Linked DNA regions of Mus musculus: region 2 is linked to region 1. Evidence: chromatin contacts called from public promoter capture Hi-C data. All regions are on one chromosome and are shown on one strand. Each heading gives the region's core, a stretch centred on a gene start, on an enhancer-like site or on the middle of the called end of the contact. The rest is flanking DNA. Distances are from core to core; before and after follow the strand shown. Region 1 holds the start of Sctr (secretin receptor). Region 2 has its middle 24 kb from the start of Marco.

What was found. Promoter capture Hi-C pulls out the DNA fragments that hold promoters and counts their contacts.
Region 2: a promoter capture Hi-C map of embryonic stem cells shows a contact between it and region 1, with 2.9 times the contacts expected there. The contact joins the enhancer-like site here to the promoter of Sctr in region 1. A contact is called at or near these places in 1 of 39 promoter capture datasets (embryonic stem cells), 1 of 15 datasets of contacts at CTCF or cohesin (embryonic stem cells), 5 of 484 Hi-C or Micro-C datasets (the HL-1 cell line, embryonic stem cells and stem cell-derived neural stem cells) and 1 of 9 other capture datasets (embryonic stem cells).

The regions. Positions count from the first base shown.
Region 1 is chr1:120,003,292-120,009,535 of GRCm38.p6, reverse strand. It overlaps Sctr (secretin receptor), which reads right to left and starts at 2,556. Exons shown (of 14, transcript NM_001012322.2): 1 at 2,205-2,556. The coding sequence starts at 2,279. It also overlaps a transcript of Cfap221 not described here.
Region 2 is chr1:120,526,025-120,532,268 of GRCm38.p6, reverse strand. No RefSeq gene overlaps it. Among named protein-coding and RNA genes, the nearest start is that of Marco, 24 kb to the right of the region's middle. Within about 2 kb of position 2,213, at least 9 of the 459 cell types and tissues checked have an H3K27ac peak or open chromatin away from gene starts, as enhancers often do. A contact at or near this core is called in embryonic stem cells, where this site is marked.

The sequences.
Region 1 (6,244 bases), core at 1,307-3,806:
GGGGGCGGGGGGAATCAGTTTTCTTCAGGGATGTGGATCCTGGTAGGTCCCCATTTTAGAGAGGATTGGCCCATACCACAATTATATGGGCAGCACAAATTCCACTCAGTGGGTTACTGGAGAGAGAGAGAGGAGGGTGGTAAGCTTGGGAGGGGCTGGGATGAATCCAGGAAGAGTTAAGGGAAGACATGGGGAGTGAATATGATCAAAATATATTATTAATATTATAATAAGAAACAATAGAGCTAGCATAGAGACATAATGTGCTTTAAAAGATTTTTATATTCATGGGTATTTTGCCTGCATGTATGTCTGTGTACCATGTGCATGCCTGGTAATTCTAGTTTGTGGCAAGTTGACATTAAAACCATAAGCCATACTAGCCAGAGCTAGGGAAGTGGAGACAGGAGACTCCCCAGCTCTTACTGACCAGTCTGTCTGTTGTACTTGGTGAGTCCCAGGGCAGGGAGAGGCCTGGCGTCAAGAAACCAGGGTGGCTAGCACATGAGGAATAAAAGCCAGAAGAGGCTCTCCAGCCTCCACATGCATATCCAGGCTCCTGCACACACAAATTAGCTGTATGGAGCAAACCAGCAGAGGTGATGCACTCAGTTTCTTATGGTAAACCCCTTCAGCAGTCACTGTTTTCGGTTTCCACTTGCAAAAGAACTTTCTGAAACCTCCCCTGTAGGAAGAGGCGAAGACGGGGGCTAGGACCACACACGTCAGTTTTAGTGGTCTCTTTGGAAGACACCTATGATGTCCCTCTGAGGGAATGCCAAAAGGAAGGAAGAAATTGTCTTTATTATCCTCGAATCTCAAAATCCAACAGCCAAGCACTCAGAGTCAAAGGAGCGAAAGGAAAAGTTGCAGAAGCTGGGAAATAGTCCAACAAAGTAGGCCCTTCCACCCTCATTTATTAAAGGCGTTTTCTACCACAATCCTCAAGAGATAGAATCACAGGTCTGGATAAGCCCACACAATAACCAGAGGCCCACGTGAAGCCTTTCTCCTAGGGATGTCCACACTGCCCATGTGTGTGTTAGTGACATGCAAATACAAGGTGTACAAGGAACAGAACAAACCTCAGGCAGGCCAGACCCCACCCCCTCCTTCCAAAGTGAGGAGTCTAAAGATCTGGGCACTAGTCCCAGCCTGGCTCCTAACATGCTGATCAAAAGCAGGTCTCCCACTGAGGGCTTTGATCGGCTGTAAAATGAGGGACTTGAACAGACATACACAAGCAGCCGTCTCAGGTGCAGTGAAGACTTGAACCAAGCAAAGCCTCAGTTTCCCCATCCGTTTATTCCCGAGATCATCACCTTTGAGACACAAATGTAAGCTGAACCTGCTCCTGCCTCCCTGGCACAGAACAAAAATGTCCCAGGAAACGGGAAACAATGTTTTTGACCCAGATGGCAGCTCCAGGATCCATTCCCTGTGGTAACCCTGGAGTCCAACCCGGCAGCTTTGACCTTCTTCCCAGTTCTTCCCATCCTGCCAGCCTCAGTGCAGCCTGTCTCTCACTCAGATATCCCAGGGGAAAGTTCCCAGAAGTTTCTATGGGAAAGCAACACAAACCACTACCCGCCTGGCCTCTCTCTCCCCTTCCTCCAACCTTCTTCCTCTCCTACCCGAGTTTGTTGCGACCTACTGCTCCCAAGACGGGCAGACTTTAGAAAGTCAGTCCCTCCAGGTCACAGAGGGCTGAAATGATCCCACACAGATGGAAAAACTAAAATTTCCCATCTGCACAACGGAGCACGTGAAAAAACAAAAAACCGCTACTAGCCTGAACAATGTGGTTCTGGCTTTATTCTGACAGTAAGCCTTTCCCGCCCCCTTTCTGAGCCTTGGCCGGTGCCTGAGACCACGGGTCTCAAAAGGGAACGAGGGTGTTTTGACAAAACCCTAGAGTGCAAATGTCTAGCACGCATCGTTGCCGGGGCGGCTACAGAATTGTCTTCTGGAAAGAAGTGAGTTTAGCGGCGGGAAGGGATGAGCGAAGGTGAGGGGAGTGAGCCTCACACAGAGCCCTTGAAGTTTTTGCCTTTGGAGAGAAGAGGGCTCCGTCAGAGTGGACGATAGTATGTTAAGGGAAGAGAGATCGGCTGCTCCCCGTAACTCCTAGGGCCGGATAGAGGACCGTGGACTGGTCCGTGGGGTCCACATCCGGGGGCGCGGGGACGGGGCGGGGTACTCACAGGGTGCGCTGCATTGATGAGCAGCAGCAGCCACAGCAGAAGCAGTGACAGCCGGGGGCTCATGGTGCTGAGCATGCTCCGCCCACTGTTGATCCCCTTTGTGCTCTGGCCTCTTCAGGAGCTGGGTGTCCGTCTCTGTGTCCAGCTCAGCGTCCTGCATGTCGTCCAGGACCCTGGGCGACCCCCAAGCCCAGAGAAGCCATGGCTGGACCTACCCAATCCGACCAGACCCACAGCCAGGCTAGGGACTGCTGCTCCCTGAAGGAGGTGGCAAGACTGTTAACTAACCTGCAGTGCCTATTGATAAAGACTGGACGACAGCTCGCGACTCCACCCTGCAGGGAATAGCAGGGAGGGGTTGGGGGGCGGCACAGAGCTGGAAGGGAGGAGAGAGGAGGAGGGACCCTAGACACCCGCATAGAGGCAGCTGCAACCTCCCTCCTTCCCTTCCAATCCAGAAAGTACTTTCTCTGGAGGACTTAAGTCACGTGCCTTCAGCAGTGACAAGGTAGGCAACACCTTTTCTTTTCTTTTCTTTTCTTTTCTTTTCTTTTCTTTTCTTTTCTTATCCTCGATTGAGACATGGTCTCACTATATAAGCCAGGCTTACTTTGAACTCTCAGACCTCCTGCCTCAATTTTCCTAACCCTGGGATTACAGATGTGGTCTCCTACACCATTTCCCAGGCTGACTTTTATACAAACAGAATTAAGTCTACCTCAACTTGGTCCTACAGAACACTCTTGTTCCTTAGCTTCCAGTGATTTTTCTAGCATTAGAGTCACCACACCCAGCGCATGCAGAGCTAGAGATCAAACCCAAGGCTTCCGCCGACAGCCCAACAAACAGCACTGCTCTGTGTGAGAGGAGATGGTGGAGACTGTGGTGGCCGCTATGCTATGGGAAAATACCGTTCTGTACATTCTCCAAGTTTCAACGTCACCCTCCCTGGGAAAGAGAGGGACCATTCTTTTATGTCAATGGCCTCTTTAGTTCTAATTCAGTGCCCCAGTCACACAGTAGCAGAAAGTGGGACATTAAACCAAAGTCCCAACCATCAGAACCCTAGATATTCAATATGTCCTTCCAATGGTGTTTTAAAGGTCATCCTGAGGAGGGGAGAGGCTGTGCTTGGCTTTGGGGTAAGTTATATCAATACTTCCTGTGTGCACGCCTGTGTGGAGGTGTGTGTAGAGATTAAGGATCGGCAGTGAACGTTCTTCCTCCGTCACTCCTCCCTTACCTTTTGAGGCAAGGTCTCTCAGTGAACTTGAAGCTCATTACTTGGCTACACCTCTGGCCACTGAGCCCTAGGGGTCCTCCTCTCTCTGCCTCCCCAGTGCCAGGATAGCTAGTGCTCACACACTGCTATGCCTGGCTTTTTATAAGGTCCTCACACTGGCACGGCAAGCACTTTACAGACTGAGCCAATTTCCTGGCCCTCTTGTAGACACACTTAGCATCTCACGGAGGCAGGTTTCAAGGTTAGACACAAATCTTCAGAAAATGAAAATTTCGTCAAATGCCGAAGGGAAAGAAGTCTCCCTCCTTCCCCTTTCTTTCGGCATATCCTTCAGGATACTTTGCCTCTTTACAGCATGTGCAAATCTAAAACTATCAACAAGCCCCCAGCCAGCTTTGAATCCCAGTACCCTCTCCAATTCCTTCTAGACCTTATTATTTTTGGAGAGCGTCTCTAGCCCAGACTTGCCTTTAATTCCCTCTGATATAGCTGGGGGTGCCCTTGAGTGTTTGGTCCTCCGATCCACATGCCAAGTGCTGGGACTGCAGATACTTTCCATCACAACTGGTTTCATGTGATGCTGGGACAGATCTTTGTGATCTATGGGATGCTTTGTAAATTAAAGTTAGGCAGGCGCTCCACAGGCGCTTGGTTACTGCTTGTAGCTTCCTACTTGTCGGAAAGGGCTGAGGCGTTTCCTCTTTTGTTTGGCTAAACACAATGCTAGATACGTTTTTAGTGGCTGTGATAAAATACTTTGACAAAAGCAGCTTAGGGGGAAGAGATTAGTGTGGCTCACAGTTTGGGAACACAGCCCATCATGGTGGGGAAGGCACAGCAGCAGGAGCGAGAGGCAGATGGTCACATGGCATCCATAGTTGGGAAGCAGAGAGAGATGCATGCTGGGACTCAGCTTACATTCTCCATTTTAACTGGGTCCAGGACCGCAGCCTATGGGATGGTGCTGCCCACAGTTCTGGTGGGTCATCCTGTCTCAATTAGCCTAACTAGTTAATTGCATCAACTAGTAACATCAGCTATCACACTGAGTTAGAAAACTGTTTTATTTTCTTCACATTGTGATAAGGCTTCACCAAGCTGGCTGGTGATTCTTTGTTTTTGTTTTTGTAATTATTTCTCCGGTTATGTTGTTTCTTTTTTCTTTTCCCACAGCAGGAATAAGATATGCTAGAGGATTAACATTATTCAACAAATATTTATCAATCTCCTGCTCTGCTCCACAAGCTACATTAGGGTGATAGAGGCCTGTGGCAATTACCCTTGCCAACCTCAGCTCATGTGGACCAGCTACAGTTCTACAACGTCATCCTCTCTAGGATACTAAGAAGGATGCTACTTAATTTAAGAGTTCTGCATCACCACAAAATGAATAATTCTTTTGGTTAGCAAACAAAGCAACTGTGGAATGCAGAGTGAGCAGTTATTTTTCAGACGGCAGTAAATTCTATGCAAAGTATATGGAGATGCTATAAAGATGGTTTCCTTGGTAAAGTGATTGTAAGATAAGTATGAAGGCCTGAATTTGATCCCTAGCATCTGCATACAAAGCCAACTTTAGTGGCATATATGTGATTCTAGGAGAAGTAGAGATGGGCAGCTCCCGGGGTTTGCTTTATCTGTGAGCCCTAGGTCTCATGGAGAAACCCTGTTTCAAAACAACAAAACAAACAAATAAACAAAAAAAAAAAAAACCCAAGCTGCATGCTGCAGAAGAATGACTCCTGAGGCTGACGTCTGGCCTTCAAATATATGCACACATGTGTTCACATGTCTACGTGGTACAAGCACACACACACACACACCAAATATAGGAAGGCATCAGACAACTAAGGCTGGTGAATCTATACATTAGTTGAGCCCTACCTGTCACCAGGCTTGTAGGCCAAGCACATTTGATGGTCTATAATAGATAAGCATCAAGCCTGTCTTGGTTCCATTCTTCTTTTTAGTTACACAAACTTTTCTTGTCTACTCTCAGACCATGGACCTTGCTGAGGCTTCCAGGAAGGACAGCCTAACAGACAGAGTTAACAGGGAAGCAGCATTACCATCCCTCAACTAACTGAGCAGTGATTGGTCCTGAGACAGGCACTGGATGCATTTTGACCAGGAGTGGCACCAACACATCCTATATGTGGGCATCATGATCAACCTAATAGCAAGATGGCAGTGTTTTCCAGAGCATAGGGACATCCTTGCTGAGAATGAAGCCAGCTGGAATAGAAAGAGCCAGTGTGTAGAGAGGGATGACCCAGCAGCTGTCATCTTTGTGCAGCCACCGCTGAAGTCCTAATCTTGGTTGTCAACGTGACTACATCTGGAATTAACTAAAACCCGAGCAGCTCGGTACATCTGTGAGGGGACAATTTTTTTTCTTAATTAAATCATTTGAAGTGAGAAGACACACTTCTCTGGATCTTTAAGGTAGGATCTGCCTTTAATCCGGACCACACCTTCTGCTGGCAGCCTTATAAAGGACAAGAAAAAAGAAAAAGCTTTGTCTTTGCCAGATGCTCTCGCTCTCTCTGGCAAATCCATTCCTTCAGTGACATTAGAGCTTACTTCTTTTGGATTCCAGTGTATACTCTTGTCCAGCTGAGACATCCAGCCTTGGAGATTGAACAATTACTGCATTCTTGGATCTTCCCTTGGTAGAAAGCCATTGTTGGACTAGCTGGACCAAAGCCTGTAAGCCATTCTAATAAATTCCCTAGATAGATAGATAGATAGATAGATAGACAGACCTATAGATGCATTCTATAGATTTTGTTCCTCT
Region 2 (6,244 bases), core at 964-3,463, 520 kb before region 1:
TCCTTGCCAGAGTAGAAGCCCCTAGAGAAGACCAGGAGGCATTGCAATGCTCTCTCTCTCTCTATCTCTCTCTCTTTCTCTGTCTCTCTGTCTCTCACATAAACACACACACACACACACACACACACACACACACACACACACACACACTGCACGGGGATGGTTCTTGCTGGCTACTGAAGAATTGAGAAGTTGGGAAACTCGAGGAAGAGGAGGCTCCTGGATATTGTCCTCTGGCCCCATGAGAGGCCACTCCTACTTCCCCTGTTCTTTCTAAAGTTTGACTCTTGAAATATGAAAACCCAACCATGAGTCTGCAGATTTTTATTTATGCAAGTGAGGAGTTTCCAAGCCCATGATTTTATTTTGACCCAAGCTGAGGTGGAGAATCTACAATAGAAAATCACTTCTCTGTTCCAGATTACACCAGCCTTGACCCTGCCTGAGACAAGGCCAGTCTTCTCGCAGGCTAGGGTCTTGGACTGAGGCAGAGGGAAAAGGTGAAGGCAAGACAGAAAAAAATTATCAAAGTGGAAGACCCAGTGGGGATATTTCCAGCACAATATGATGCTGTAATTGGGAGCCACAGGAAAACAGGCCATGCTTGCTTATGACCTCTAAGGGGATGGCCAGAGTTTGTCCAGGCTTCTTGTCGTGAGCACTGCTTCAAAAGAGTCCTTGTACCCACATCAAAAAACATAGCACAAATGCTTTCTTAGACATAAGGCCAAATTGCTCATCAAAAGAGGTTTAGAGACCCCCGCCCCCCCCCAGCATCTCAGTCATGAGAATGACCTCTTACCTGTTTATTCCCCCCCAGCATCTCAGTCATGAGAATGGCCTCTTGCATGTTTATCCCCCACACCAGCATCTCAGTCATGAGAATGACCTCTTACATGTTTACTGCGCCCCCAGCATCTCAGTCATGAGAATGGCCTCTTGCATGTTTATCCCCCCCCCCCAGCTTCTCAGTCATGAGAATGACCTCTTACATGTTTATTCCCCCCCCCAGCATCTCAGTCATGAGAATGGCCTCTTGAATGTTTATCCCCCCCCCCCCAGCGTCTCAGTCATGAGAATGACCTCTTACATGTTTATCCCCTCCAGCATCTCAGTCATGAGAATGGCCTCTTGCATGTTTATCCACCCCACCGCCCAGCATCTCAGTCATGAGAATGACCTCTTACATGTTCACTCCCCCCCACCCCCAGCGTCTCAGTCATGAGAATGGCGTCTTTTACTCAGATGTTTGGGCCAGCTTTTTGTTCTTTGTATCCCAACATGTTCAAAACTGGAAGCCCTATCTTTTATGACTCATTTTTTTTTTACCCTGAAAAAGCATTTTTGTCCATTTTCCTACTTTTAGTTGTGCTCTTTACATGTGGAGATGTCATTTGCAAAAAATGTTTTTTTTTTTCTTAATGGAGATGGAATACATGTGTCATGAGAGCAGAAGGGGTGATGATTTGGGGGAAAGGAAACCAGGAAAAGGAAGGCAAGGACCAGGGAGGAGAACAATGGCGTAGCAGGGTGGATTGAGACAACGTATAATGACACACCTATTTGAAAATGTCAAGATGAAAACCATTGCTTTGTTTAAAATTTATTCTTAATTTATCATATTTAAAACAAAACTTCCTATCTCCCTATCTGGCTAGCTGGAACTTTGATGTGGTCAATGTTCCTGGTTGGAAATTTCTTTCATATTCCTATAGTCAGATCATCTCTTTTACATCTGACTTGTGTGCCTTTTTATTTATTCATTTATCTATTGTAACAGGTTGCTGACCAATCGCCCCAATGTAATTTATTAAAAGGGTCCAAACACACACACACACACACACACACACACACACACACACACACACACACCCCTGCAAAACATTTTTGTTAGTATTTTTAATGTACTTATTTTAATGTACATTAGATTCGTAAATTCATGTAGGAACAGTTGACAGCATTTTAACATTGTTTCTTTTTACCCAAATCATTAATTTACATTGTGGGGAAACCGTTCTCTTTAAGGTCTCAATCTACCATGGCCGAATAGCTCCTCTGAGCTCAGTGCAAAATGGAGGAATCCCTTTTCCAGCAGGGATTCCTTTTCTCTGACTTTATCCCTGGAGCCTGACCTGCCACACCCTCTACCTGGGGAAAGTTGAATAGCCCTTGGAAAACCTACAATTTCAACCCTCCCACTCCCACCCCAGTAAGAATCCACTCAGCAAGTAACTGAGATTCCTGGAATGCCTCTCCATACACATGAGGCATTTCAGGGCTTTAAACTCCAGTCAATGATTTCCATTTACCCTGAAAACTCCTTCCCACTCTTCAGGGTCCATACATAGCACTGGTTTGCTCCTAATAAAGTATATGTGAGCTCCCCACAGACCACTAGAGACCACCAAGAATCCAATTTGTATGCAAAAGCAAAGAGTCTTTATTCAAGATTGAGCTCAGACCCTCCATCCTCTCAGTGGGTGGATATGGAATGTCCCGAGCTGGTGAAGCCCAATCTCTCTGGCATGACCAGGACCCTGCAGACCCCACCCACTTCAACCATGTAAACAGCATCATCTGGATCCTAAGAGAGAGGAAGTGGGGGATGTGGAACCACAGCTGTATCCCAAACATGCTTCATTTGAATTTGGAAAAATTGAAAAAGTATTTATTTTAGTTTTTACTCCCCCAACCCTGAAAATACATTTCTCTCTCTCTCTCTTTCTTTCTTTCTTTCTTTCTTTCTTTGTTTCTTTCTTTCTTTCTTTCTTTCTTTCTTTCTTTCTTTCTTCCTTCCTTCCTTCCTTCCTCTCTTTCTCTTTTTCTTTCTTTTTTCCTTCCTCTCTCTTTCTCTTTTTCTTTCTTTTTTCTTTCCTCTCTTTCTCTTTTTCTTTCTTTTTTCTTTCCTCTCTTTCTCTTTTTCTTTCTTTTTTCCTTTCTCTCTCTTTCTCTCTGTCTCTCTCTTTCTCTCTCTCCCTCTCTCTCGCTCTGTTGCTCTCTTTTTTCACTTTTCAAGACAGGGTTTCTCTGTGTAGCCCTGGCTGTCCCGGAACTCAGTCTGTAGACCAGGGTGGCCTTAAACTCAGAGATCTGCCTGCCCCTGCCTCGAATGCAGGGATTAGAGCTGTGCATCACCACTGCCTACCTGAGGCTTGGTTTCTCTGTTGCATGTATTGTTAGATATTTCATCTCTTTCTTCACAATATTAGCGAGATAGTTTCTTATATTCTGTTTCAAATTGGTAGCTGTCTACAGTAAGAAACCATGATTGCATTTTGATTTTTTCAACCTTCTTCCTGTACTTTCTTTATACATTTTATTATATTTCAGTTCTTTTATTTATTGGTAGCTTTTAGATATGTAATTATATAGGTTGATAGTAGTAATTTCATTGGAAATGATCACTTTGGATATTAGACACCATTAAACTGTCTCCTTCCCTGCCTTAAAATCCAGATCTTCAACGCCCACACCCTCTTGTCTTCATGGGAATGGCCTTCATTTCTACTTCCACAATACCCCTTAGCCTGCGCAGCCCAAGTGCACTGGAGACTTTACTCTCCTTCACAGTGGCAAGGCCTGAGGCTCATACCTGAAGAAAATGGTATCTTCATTGACCTCTGGACTCAGCCACACACTCAGAAATAATCATGTGGCTCAATTTGGAATACAGTGCAGAGCAAAAATCCTTCCTTCTGTCTGGGATTGAGGCGGTGTCAGTATTTATGTGTATACCTAAAAGCAGAGATGGCATCTTGTTAACACCACTGATTTATGAACTAGACCACTGGCACCAGCTAGGCAGCAGCTGAGCCTCGGGGCCACTATCCTTTCAGTTCAATCATCTGAAGACAGGCACTCTGAGATGTAGGAGCAGGAATAAACATTGAGAGACACCGATGCCTTTTGAATGACAGGCTACAATTGTGAACACCATTGGTGCACGGGTTTGAATGAAAACGGATGACCCAATCTCTAGTCTCATAGGGAGTGGCACTATTAGGAGGTGTGGCCTTGTTGGAGGAAGTGTGTCACTAAAGAGCTTGGAGATCTCAGAAGCTCAAGCCAAGTCCAGAGGTTCATAGTCACTTCCTGCTGTCTGTGAATGCAGCGATGTAGAACCTCAGCTCTCTCTCCAGCACCATGTCTGCCTGTGTGGTGCCATGCTTCTGGACATGATGATAATGAATTAAGCCTCTGAAACTGTAAGGCAGCCCCAACTAATGTCTTCTTTTTATAAGAGTTGCTATGGTCTGGTGTCTGTTCACAGCAATAGAAACTCTAAGACATTTGGTAATGTTTGATTTTCCTTTAAATACGCTAACGTGGGAATTCAGGGTAATGTGACCCTGTAACTGACAGATTTTATCTTCTTCCTTGAGCCCCCACCCTGGCTGCTGTGAGCAGAAGAGTGTCAGCCAAGGATATAGGGAAACCTCCCTCACACCAGACCAGCTGCTATGAATATTGCATAGGTATACAGTTCTCTAGAGGAACAAAACCAATAGAATGGAAGGTTATTAAAAGAACATTTATTACACTGTCTTACACAATCATCTGGGTCATCCAACAATGGCTGACTCATACTGGAGAGACTGAGAATCTAGTAGGAACTGGGTCCGCAAGATTGGAGGTCTCAGCGGTTCCAAGCTGACAATGAAGGCCTGGGAAATTCCTGGAGACCCACTGGTTTCAGTTTTAGTGGGAAACTGGTTCTAATACAAAGGAATTTGCAGTTGTAGCAACAAAGTGGATGAACTTACACCACTCTTTCAACAAGAGTAAAGTCCAACAAAACAAAAGAGCAAAGCTTTCCTTCTTCCATATCCCTTTATCTGAAATGCCACCAGAGGGTACCTCTCACATTTATGGTGAACCTCCTACATCAATTAAGGCACTCGAGACACCAACCCCCCAGGCATGCCCACAGACCAAACTAATGAGGACAGTTTCTCACTGAGACTGCCTTCTGAGGTATACTAGGCTGTCCCAAGATCTAGTGAAAGCTAATCATCACGGATGCCTTGGGGAATCTGCGCAACAACCACAGCTGTTTACTGCTGAAGCACGACCCACTCTGCATAGTCCTATCCCTGGCAAGATTTTGCTTATACTTGGCTTGATTATCTCATTACATTACCAAGCCCTCAGATAGACATGGTAAGACTAGACGTTCTTGCCTTGAGCCTGATGCTGGGGAAAAACATCCCATCTTTATTGTTCTCTATGATTTTTATTTCAGATTTTGAGAGATGCCTTTTCTTTTTTTAAAAAAAATATTTTTTATTACGTATTTGAGAGATGCCTTTTCTTAAGGCAAAGAATTTTCCTTCCATAGCACATTTGACAAGCTTCAATTAGATGATGAGGGGTTTTTTGGTCTTGTTTTTTTTGTTTGTTTGGTTGGTTGGTTTTTTGTTTTTTGTTTTTTGTTTTTTTGTTTTGTTTTGTTTTTTTTTGGGGGGTGAGGGGATGGGTAGTGGTTTGTTTTTTGGTTTTTTTTTTGGGGGGGGGTTTGTATCTGAAACAATCATATGATTTATCTTTTAGTACATTCCCCCTTTTTAGTACTTAGAAGAGAGGTTTTTTTTTTTTTTTAAAGCAAATCTGGGAGAAAATCTTCATAGACCTAATTTACAAACCACACTAAAGAAAAAAAAAAAGAGCATTTGGGCCAGAAGTGATTCGGTGGGCAAAGGTACCTGTTGTGAAGACTGATGGCCCAAGTTCAGACCCAAGTTTAGTCCCGAGAACTCACGTGGTGGAGGGAGAGAACAAACTTACTCATGTTCTCCAGTCTGTGACCAACACACATGTCCCATGGTGTGCATGAACCCTATAAACAAGTAATACGTGTTTTAAGCTATCTTTTAAGAGTGCTATCCCCATGGTGTATAAAGAGATACTCTGGTAAGAGCCAGAGAGTTGAGAGGGGTGTTGTGAAATGCTGTCTTCTGGATGGGATCCGGCTGTTGTAATCATGAATATACAGCTCTCTGCTGAAGACCTGCAAGTGTGTGTGTGTGTGTGTGTGTGTGTGTGTGTGTGTGTGTGTACATACATGGTAGGAAGTAGTCACTGGAAAGATGGAAGTCAGCAAGGTTGGAGAGGGATAAGAGAGGGTTATGGGAGTGAATACAATCATAATACGTTCTATACACATATGTATTTTCCAAAAACAGAGAAGGGTAGGCAACATGGCACAGTAGATAAAGGTGATTACTACCAAGACTGATGACCTAAA